Linked DNA regions of Mus musculus: regions 1 and 3 are each linked to region 2. A link is a contact called in public Hi-C data. All regions are on one chromosome and are shown on one strand. The core of a region is the stretch at or near the end of the contact, and the rest is flanking DNA. Distances in the headings are between cores, read along the strand shown.

Evidence for each region. Hi-C and Micro-C count contacts between places; a contact is called where the count stands out from the background.
Region 1: a Hi-C map of liver shows a contact between it and region 2, with 3 times the contacts expected there. The contact joins the enhancer-like site here to the promoter of Met in region 2. A contact is called at or near these places in 5 of 39 promoter capture datasets (the 3T3-L1 cell line, hematopoietic stem and progenitor cells, liver and 2 more), 1 of 15 datasets of contacts at CTCF or cohesin (the NIH/3T3 cell line), 17 of 484 Hi-C or Micro-C datasets (the AML12 cell line, the Patski cell line, beige adipocytes and 11 more), 14 of 115 datasets of contacts at active chromatin or transcription factors (the NIH/3T3 cell line, bone marrow-derived macrophages, craniofacial prominence and 10 more) and 3 of 9 other capture datasets (adipose tissue, liver and pancreatic islet).
Region 3: a Hi-C map of cortical neurons shows a contact between it and region 2, with 2.1 times the contacts expected there. The contact joins the enhancer-like site here to the promoter of Met in region 2. A contact is called at or near these places in 5 of 39 promoter capture datasets (the 3T3-L1 cell line, 3T3-L1-derived adipocytes and liver), 1 of 15 datasets of contacts at CTCF or cohesin (the NIH/3T3 cell line), 13 of 484 Hi-C or Micro-C datasets (the AML12 cell line, bone marrow-derived dendritic cells, cortical neurons and 9 more), 5 of 115 datasets of contacts at active chromatin or transcription factors (the NIH/3T3 cell line, bone marrow-derived macrophages, embryonic fibroblasts and 2 more) and 1 of 9 other capture datasets (pancreatic islet).

The regions. Positions count from the first base shown.
Region 1 is chr6:17,567,355-17,570,119 of GRCm38.p6, reverse strand. The region is part of intron 20 of Met (met proto-oncogene); the gene reads right to left. Among named protein-coding and RNA genes, the nearest start is that of Gm52893, 27 kb to the right of the region's middle. Within about 2 kb of position 1,284, at least 8 of the 459 cell types and tissues checked have an H3K27ac peak or open chromatin away from gene starts, as enhancers often do. A contact at or near this core is called in hepatocytes and liver, where this site is marked.
Region 2 is chr6:17,462,605-17,465,304 of GRCm38.p6, reverse strand. Met (met proto-oncogene) reads right to left here and starts at 1,348. Exons shown (of 22, transcript NM_008591.2): 1 at 1,057-1,348.
Region 3 is chr6:17,384,244-17,386,943 of GRCm38.p6, reverse strand. No RefSeq gene overlaps it. Among named protein-coding and RNA genes, the nearest start is that of Gm46953, 3.7 kb to the right of the region's middle. Within about 2 kb of position 1,268, at least 15 of the 459 cell types and tissues checked have an H3K27ac peak or open chromatin away from gene starts, as enhancers often do. A contact at or near this core is called in cortical neurons and granulocyte-monocyte progenitors, where this site is marked.

The DNA of each region.
Region 1 (2,765 bases), core at 35-2,534, 100 kb before region 2:
ATTTCAATAAATCTGAACATGCTAAAGTGCCTGGTTAATGCGAAACAGCTGTATCAGTATTTTCCTGGAAGACCAGAGAGACATGGAGGGGCTAAGGGAGTTGCTAAAATCCCCTTATGTATCTGAATTCACACTGGCAAACACATTTAAGGAGTTCCTGACCCTCAGGTCTGGCAGTGTCTATTGAACTTCACAGATAGGCATTTTCTTGATTTAAAGCTCCCTACTCAAAATAGCACAGGTCAGTCATATCATTCTTCCTACCCCACCCCCACCGGACATGAGACAACCTTGACAGGGAGGTAAGTCAGCATAGGCAAGTCACCCTGTGCAGAGGACACAGGACAATAGTTTTTGCTAGGTGACATTTCCAGGTCATTTCCATACAAAAGAGCCTATGGGAAGGGGATGAGGCGCACGCGTGTGTGTCTGTGTGTGTAAGAAAGAGAATCTATACCAAAAAGGAAGTTAGAACCAAATATAGCTCAGAATATTTAGCGAAAAGAGCAATATATGTCTTGGAATCCTGAGACAGAAGGAAACTCTGGAGCTCCAGGGTCAGCTCTCTAGTTGTTAGAGCTGCCAAAGCCATCACATTAATGGCTCTTTCCTTTGTTCAAATATAAGAGCCACCCCTCCCTTTTTCTATCTATCTATCTATCTATCTATCTATCTATCTATCTATCTATCTATCTATCTATCTATCTATCTATCTATTGTGTGTGTGTGTGTGCATGTGCACACATGCTATGGCGAATACATGGAGGTCAGAGAATAACTCCCAGGATTCAGTTCTCTCCGACCACCTTGTGGGGTCACAATGGGGAGCAGACAGGTCCTCTGGCCTGTGTGCAAGCACCTCTACCCACCAAACAACTGTGCCGGCCCTCAAGAGCTCTCCTGCCCTTTTTCTTAGGATTGGGGGTACTGTCTCACCCTGTAGTCTACTTTGGCCTTGAGCTGGCAGCAACCTTCCCACCTCTGCCTCCTGAGAGCGGTGTTATAAATAACGAGCCACTCTCGTCTGTTTCAAGAGCCATTAAGATCATCGAAGTAGGGAACACAAATCCTCTCCCAGGAGCGAGCTAGATAATTTCACTCTCAACTCAGCCTCTCATCAAAGTTTTCATGCATGTAAACTCTTATTCTGGAAACTTACGGGGTAAACACTTAAGCTCTAGAACTTCAGTTAAAATTTAAGTCCATTGAACAAGTGCCGACTGATCTTTGACCCTGTCCAAGTCAGTTATTGTCCAGATAGGTAGGTCCCAGGGCTGATTGAACTGTGTTAACAGTGTTGTGCAATAAGTCTGTAACTGTAATAGAGACTGATGATAGAGAAACAGGACAGCTGCTGTGAAAAATCAGAGAGCACCAGAAAGATTATGGGAGGACGGAGGGGAAAATGGATCTCCGGGAAGAGGCACAAACTGACCCAAGAGTTCATGGCGTCAGACATCAGGATGGAGCCGTGTAGTAGCCAGAGTATGGCCATGAAGCTAGGTATGCTGGCACGCATCTCTAATCCTAGACTTGGGAAGCTGAGGCAGAAGACTAATGAATCTGAGGCCAGACAGAAGTGCTAGAGACCCTGTCTCAAACTCTTATCTCCCTCCAAAACGCACAGGTATTTCTTCCTGTTGAATTTCCAATACTGGAGAAGTCACACTTCTCACCGGTGGAGTAGGTCATGAGGAGATATGGTTTCAGCAAAACTGTGAGGGGAGGTTTTCAAATGTTGAAAATGGGCTAGGCTGAAGCTGATGAGCCATGGCTGCCATGTGCCTGGGGACTGTGACCTCAAAGGTACGTAAGGCAAAAGGAGACTCTAGCAGGAGACACGGCTGAGTTGGTGGAGAGTTTTCCTAGCATGCACAAAGCCCTGGGTTCCTTTCCCAGTACATATAACATCAGGAATGGTAGAACACGCCCATCATTCTAGCTCCCAGGAGGCAGAAGCAAGAGTGTCAGAAGGTCAAGAACTTCCTCAGCTGCATTGTAAGTTTGGGACCATCCTGGGCTACAAGAGTAAGACTCTGTCCAGCCTGGGCTACAAGAGTAAGACTCTGACCATCTTGGGCTACAAGAGTAAGACTCTGTCTAAAATTAAAAAAAAAATGGAGACGTTGGTTGACAGATCCTCAAACGGAGGATTCGGAATATGAACAGGGAAGGGAACTTCAGTGTACAAGAAACACGAGAGCCTGTGGATCTTTCCTCCAAGTCCGAAGCCAGAAGAGTGTCTGCCATACAGTGCAGCATGTGTAGGCATCACTTCCTACCCCAATTATTTATTTCATAATGGCTATTATGAATGGTTTGACAACGACCATAGCCTTGAAGTATAAATAACTTTGTACGTGTTGTAGGGACAAGGAAGCCAGAGTTGTGAGAGGCTGATGAGCTCCAGGGTCTGTGATGGAGAGGGGGTAGAATAGAGAAAAAAAAAGACTCTCGAATTCCGTATACCTCAGACAATGACATCAGAAGGGAGTTGGAGGTCTCCTGGGACAAAAGTTAGACAGATACAGCTTCCCGAAAGCATTGTCCTAGGCTATAATGAAACACTTGCCCGATGGCCCACCCATATGCAGAATACACAACTGACGCAAACAACTCAAGCCAAAATGAGGGTAAGGTATGATTAGACGTCTCATCAAAAATGATACAAGGGTGACACTGAGCACATGACATGTTCAAAATTAGTAGTCATTAGAGCAATATAGATGAAATATAGATTAAAAAGAAAGTACAGCTTTATTAGA
Region 2 (2,700 bases), core at 99-2,598:
CCGGGCAACACTAACACTGGGGCATAAAAGCACAATTTATGTCCCAGTAGCAAAGGGAAACACCGTGTACATCGTTTTCAGATCATCTCCATGCAGAGGAAATTCATTAGTCAGCTATAATAGTTGAGCTATAAAGGAAAATAACGTTCTGCTGAATCCATTTGCATGGCAATGTGTGTGTGTGTGGCTGGCTGCTGGAAGCGACAGAATAAACCTCCACCCAATGCTACAAAATGCTGACAGTCTTCCTAAAATTCTGTCTATATTCTATCCAGTTACAGCGTTTACAATCTCCTCATAGTCATGGACCGTTTTAACTTGGCCATTAGAGCCTCCTGATTATTTTGCTTAAGAAAGTTGACAATTTTTCATTCTGCCCCAGAGCTGCTTTGAACAGAAGCCTGTGATAAGGGAAAAGCCACTGGACGAGCATTCATGCGTGAGCCCCTAGAACCCCTGCCAACTGCCAAATTAGCAAATGGCTCTTCTAAACATAAAAAGGTAGGAAATGGGAAACCACAGTTTGGAATAAATTCTGCATTGTACTTTCTTTGGTCTTTTAATAATTACACCGCTACTAGCCAGACTACCTGACCTCTGGTTATAATGTATTTCACCTCCACTGAGTCCCAGGAAAAAAAAAAGATAAAGTGGGATAGAAAATGATGGATCACACCCTCCGTGTGTTTGCCAGGAATAAAAAATTCAGACCATCCCAGAAACACCTGCCCTTGAGAAAGACACCCCCACCCCCTCCTCGCGCGCTCCCTCAAGGCAGATAAAGCAAGACTAGGAACAAGGAAATAGCTGGGCTCAAACCTTGCCGGCTGTATCACCCTGGACAGGGTGACCGATCCCTTCTGTAAGGGCTGAGTCAGATCCCAGAGGTGAAACTTGCAGAGCTACAGCAGCCCTGGAGCACCTAATGCTCTTGGCGCCCCTGAGTCACACAGGTGGCCGTCAACAACACTCCTTCTAAAGCGACAAGCTCAATTCTAGTTTGCACCTCCCCGACCCCATACCTTCAGTTTCCTAAGCCCCCGGGCTCGCACCCACCTCGGTGGTCTTGTCCTCCAGAGCAGTAGCCAGTTCCCTTAGTGGAACAAAGAAAGCAGAGGGGCTGGGAGAGGCTGGGTGCCTGATCGACGCGGCTGGAGTTTGTACCTTGGGGTGCCCGGAGCGCGCGGCGCCGAAGTCAGCCGGCTGGGGACCACCCGCGCGCTCCGCCCTTCTCCAGCGAGTCAGCGGTCGCCCAGCATCTGGCTCCGCACAGGGTCACCCGGGCTCGGACGCTGCGGGCGGCGAGGCCGTCCGGGTCACCTGCGGCCCGGGCCGAACCCCGCCGAGCGCCCTCGGACTGCTCCGCCCCTTCCCACACGCGCCCTGCCCGGCCCGTGACTCAGCCGGGCAACAGCGGCGCCCGGGCGCGTCCGGGCTGGAGGCGAAGAGACCCGGGTACCCGCCCCAGCACGTGTCTGTTCGTCCCTGTCGCTCTAGGTTTGTCCCCAACGGTCCCTCCTGGGGCCCGAGATGGGGACTGGCACCACCCTTGGAGGGTTGGGGGGGGGGGGGTTGGCGTCCCCGCCCTTCCCGCAGCCAGTACGCTTAGCCCGGGGGGTCGCACTTCCTCAAGCCCCGCCCCACCCCCCGCCCTCGGCAAGGTGAAACTTTCTAGGTGGAGAAGTTTCCCTCTCCCCAGCTATGCGCTTTCTCTTCCTCCTCCAGTTCTGGAGTCTGAAGCCAGCGCAGAGGGAGATCAGTGGCCCCGAGTCTCCCCCTCCTGGTGCTCCAAAGTCACCCGCGCAAAGCGCACGCACCCCCTGGCGCACCCCGGAGCTGCAGCCTCTCTCACGCCCGAGGTGGCGGCCCCGCACTCACCCGCGTGGACAGAGATCTAGGCGCCACGGAAACAAGGCGCTCATTGTCACAGACAATGTTGGGAGTGCATGGACGGATTGTCCCAATGATTTCATTTTGCAATCATTATCCCCCTAGTATAATTTCTCAGATTTCTGGAAGAACCCCAGGAGTTTAACCCAGGGGAGGCTTCTGGTTAATTTTCACTTTTTTTTCCTCATAGCTGGACACAGGGTAATTAAATAGACAAATGGACACAAGGCGGTTACATAGACAAATAGCAACTAACAAATCCAACACATAAGTTCAAATCTCGAATATTAAAAGAAATTGAAAAGGATTTACTTAGGAAGATTCGTTTATTAGAATCGTTTCTAAAATTTTGCATTTCCCTACAAGGATACAATAAGGTGAAAGGATCTAAGGAATCCATTGCCTTTTAGAATAGGAGTTCTTTCCAATTGTCAGAAGAGCTGATTCGATAATGGACATAGAGGTATGTATAGAAGTAACTTTGAGAGTCATTCAAGCCACAGCCACTATACAGGTGCAGGGGACACGTCTTACACACAGAGCAAAGACAAGGAAGGTCTCATACATTTCTTATAACTGCGCTATGTATGTGTTCAGTACATTACCAGACACTAGACAGAGCTATTTCAGTCCCAAGAGCAGTTTACCTCACCACTCCTCAGTTTGATGGAAAAGGAAAGTTCCTATTACAGTTTTGGAGGCCTGCACGGAATCATTTTGCAGATGAATAAAACAGCCCGTACGAATTCCTAGGAAGCTCACACAGCTGGTATTAAGAAAGCCAGGGTTAGAACCCAGTTCTCAAATCTC
Region 3 (2,700 bases), core at 19-2,518, 78 kb after region 2:
TGCCACATATTCAGGCAAAAGCAATGTGGCTATATATATATATATATATATATATATATATATATACATATATATATATAATTTTCTTTTAATTGGGACCACCTTTTATGTTCTGTCTTCATTGTATTAAAAAAGAAGGCAGTCAGGAGTGTGGTAAGACGAGAAGAACTGAAAACATCATTCTACTACTCAAGCTTGTATGCACTTTGAGTGTGCCTCTGTGACTGGACACAGGAGGGATAGAAGGCATCTCACTGGACATGTGACCAATTATTAACAACACTCTAGTTATCTTTTCTATTGACTCAAGGTGTTTGAAAATGTCAAGGTTGCAAAATAGAAGTGCTTGTTTTTCTTTCTTTCTTTCTTAAAGGATGATTAGGGGTGTTTTGTAACTTTGAAATTAAATATTAATTTCAAAAGATATTCATTTCCCCCTCACCACACAGAGGCACTTTTGTGATCAATGTGTGCAGTTTCAGCAAGATAACTGTCCCTAGAGAAATGCCTTCAGGGGAGTGTCTTTCTCAGGCACCTTTCACTTAGTAGCATTATTTTTACATAGATGTTCTTACATTTATATTATGCATTAATTAACAGTCCATACTTTAAGAAGTTAAAAAAGTTAATTTTTATACATTTTTACTTCCCTTCAAAGATTATAAATATTTTAAATTACCTACTGAGTTTAATAATGGACATTTAATATCCTTATCTGAGTATAGTTCCCCAATTGCTGTCCATTAGCTTTGTGTATGTGATATATCTTTTGATCGATACAATGTACTTACATGCACAAATGGGAAAGGGTCTTTTTCCTTGTTCAGTTAACACTTATGGGGAGGACACACCCCTTCTCTGCTCAGTTAAATATTCTCTTTTGGCTCCTTTCTTTTCCTTCCCCTTTGAATCATTTTGCCCATATTTAGAGCAGACATAGGCACTAGGATCAGAGCACCAACTAGGCACAGAGCCTCATAAAAAGCCTTTGCCATGGTGGAATGACATTGCCAAGAACTTGTAAGATTAGTAATCTCATAATATCAGAATAAGACCAATAACCAGTTGCATGAAACTCTCAAAGAACTAACAAAGAAAGAAAGAAAAGAAGAAAACAGAAGTATATCTGATAATATCTGCTTCGAAAATTGATTGTGCAATCTTTACCCCCATGGTAAATTGCGTCACAAAGAGACGGTTATATACCAGATTAAATTAACTGTTGTGAGTTTAGGAAGAGCCAAGGGAAACTGGGTATTCCTGTCTGTGGTCAATGCATTTCCTTTTTGAGATAAATTTTAGGGAAGTCAAGCTGTGATGGAGCAGATTGCATAGTGAGCACCAGGCAGGAAAACATGGAAAATGAGGAGCCGATTATGCAGTGATCTCCCCAGGCATCGAGGGCATGTCCTCCTCCACTTGGTGAGGGTGAGTCCTCCCTGACCTGGTGAGGGTGAGCCCTCCCCCACCTGGTGAAGGTGAGTCCTCCTCCACTTGGCGAGGGTGAGTCCTCTTGTTCCTTTCCCTCTTGGGTTGCACTCGGAGCTCGGTTGAGCACTCCCACTACTCACCTCTTTGAGACTATTATCTCTTTCCACTGCCCGATTTCCAACATGCCAACCACTTGGATTCCTTCACACCTTGCTCCCACCCTCATTGTTCCTTGTGAATGACTTTTTTTCTGCAGGAAACACTTATATCTGAGCAGATATGGAAATCCTTCTAGCCTCTGCGTTCTGAGCAGCAGATTGCATGAAAGTTAATTAGTTTAATTTATGGAAGTCTGTTTTGCATTCTTAAGCTTGTGGTTTCAAAGGAAATAATACTTGCTATATGACAATCCCCTTCTTTCTTTGGGCTGTTCTGTACGTGACATTGTTGTATGGTTGGACCTTCAGCACTAACATTTTAGGGGTAGATAGCTGCCTCACGTGGCTATAAGCTCTTAGACAAGTATTCACAGCAGTTATGTTTGGGGTGCTTCATCAATAAAATAGAGAAGAAGATTTTGAGTAGATTGGCAGCAGGCCTTACTGCTGAGGTCTCCTCTGTAGTCCTCTTTGTTTTCTGTTGTCATTTGTTTACTTAGAAACTATAGCTGATATCTTATTAGCAATTTAAGAAACCAATGTTTTCGTGGTATGTGTGTGTGTGTGTGTGTTTGCATGCGTGTATGTATGGTGTGCAGATGTGTGAATACATTCTTGTGCTACGTGTGCACAACTATGTGGAGGCCACAGGAGTACACCCAGTGCCCTATTCTCTGCCTTACTTTCTTGGACCTGGAGCTAAGCTGGCAGCCATTAGATCCCTGAGCTTTGCCTCTGTAAAAGCCGCATGATTGTGGTTATAGGTATGTGTGGTCCCAGTTGGCTTTTAGGTGGATGCTGAGGATTTCCATTCAGGTTCCCAAGTTTGCACAGCAAGTGTTCTTTCCCAACAAGTCACCACCGCAGTCCCTCTCCTCAGCATCTTCTTACAATCTGAAGCTTCATCAGAAATTGCAAAGTGTTAGACGGTGAGTGGGGATAAAGACTGCAGCTGAGGCTCCCAGCAGGTACAGAAGCTGGGGGCTGGTTCCTACTCCAAGTGCACAGGGCTCACTGTTAGGAGCAATGGAGAATGGATGAAGAGAGCAGGTAATCAAGGAAGCTCGAGGCTCTGCGGCAGGAGCTGTCACTACAGTTTCCGGGTGGAGAT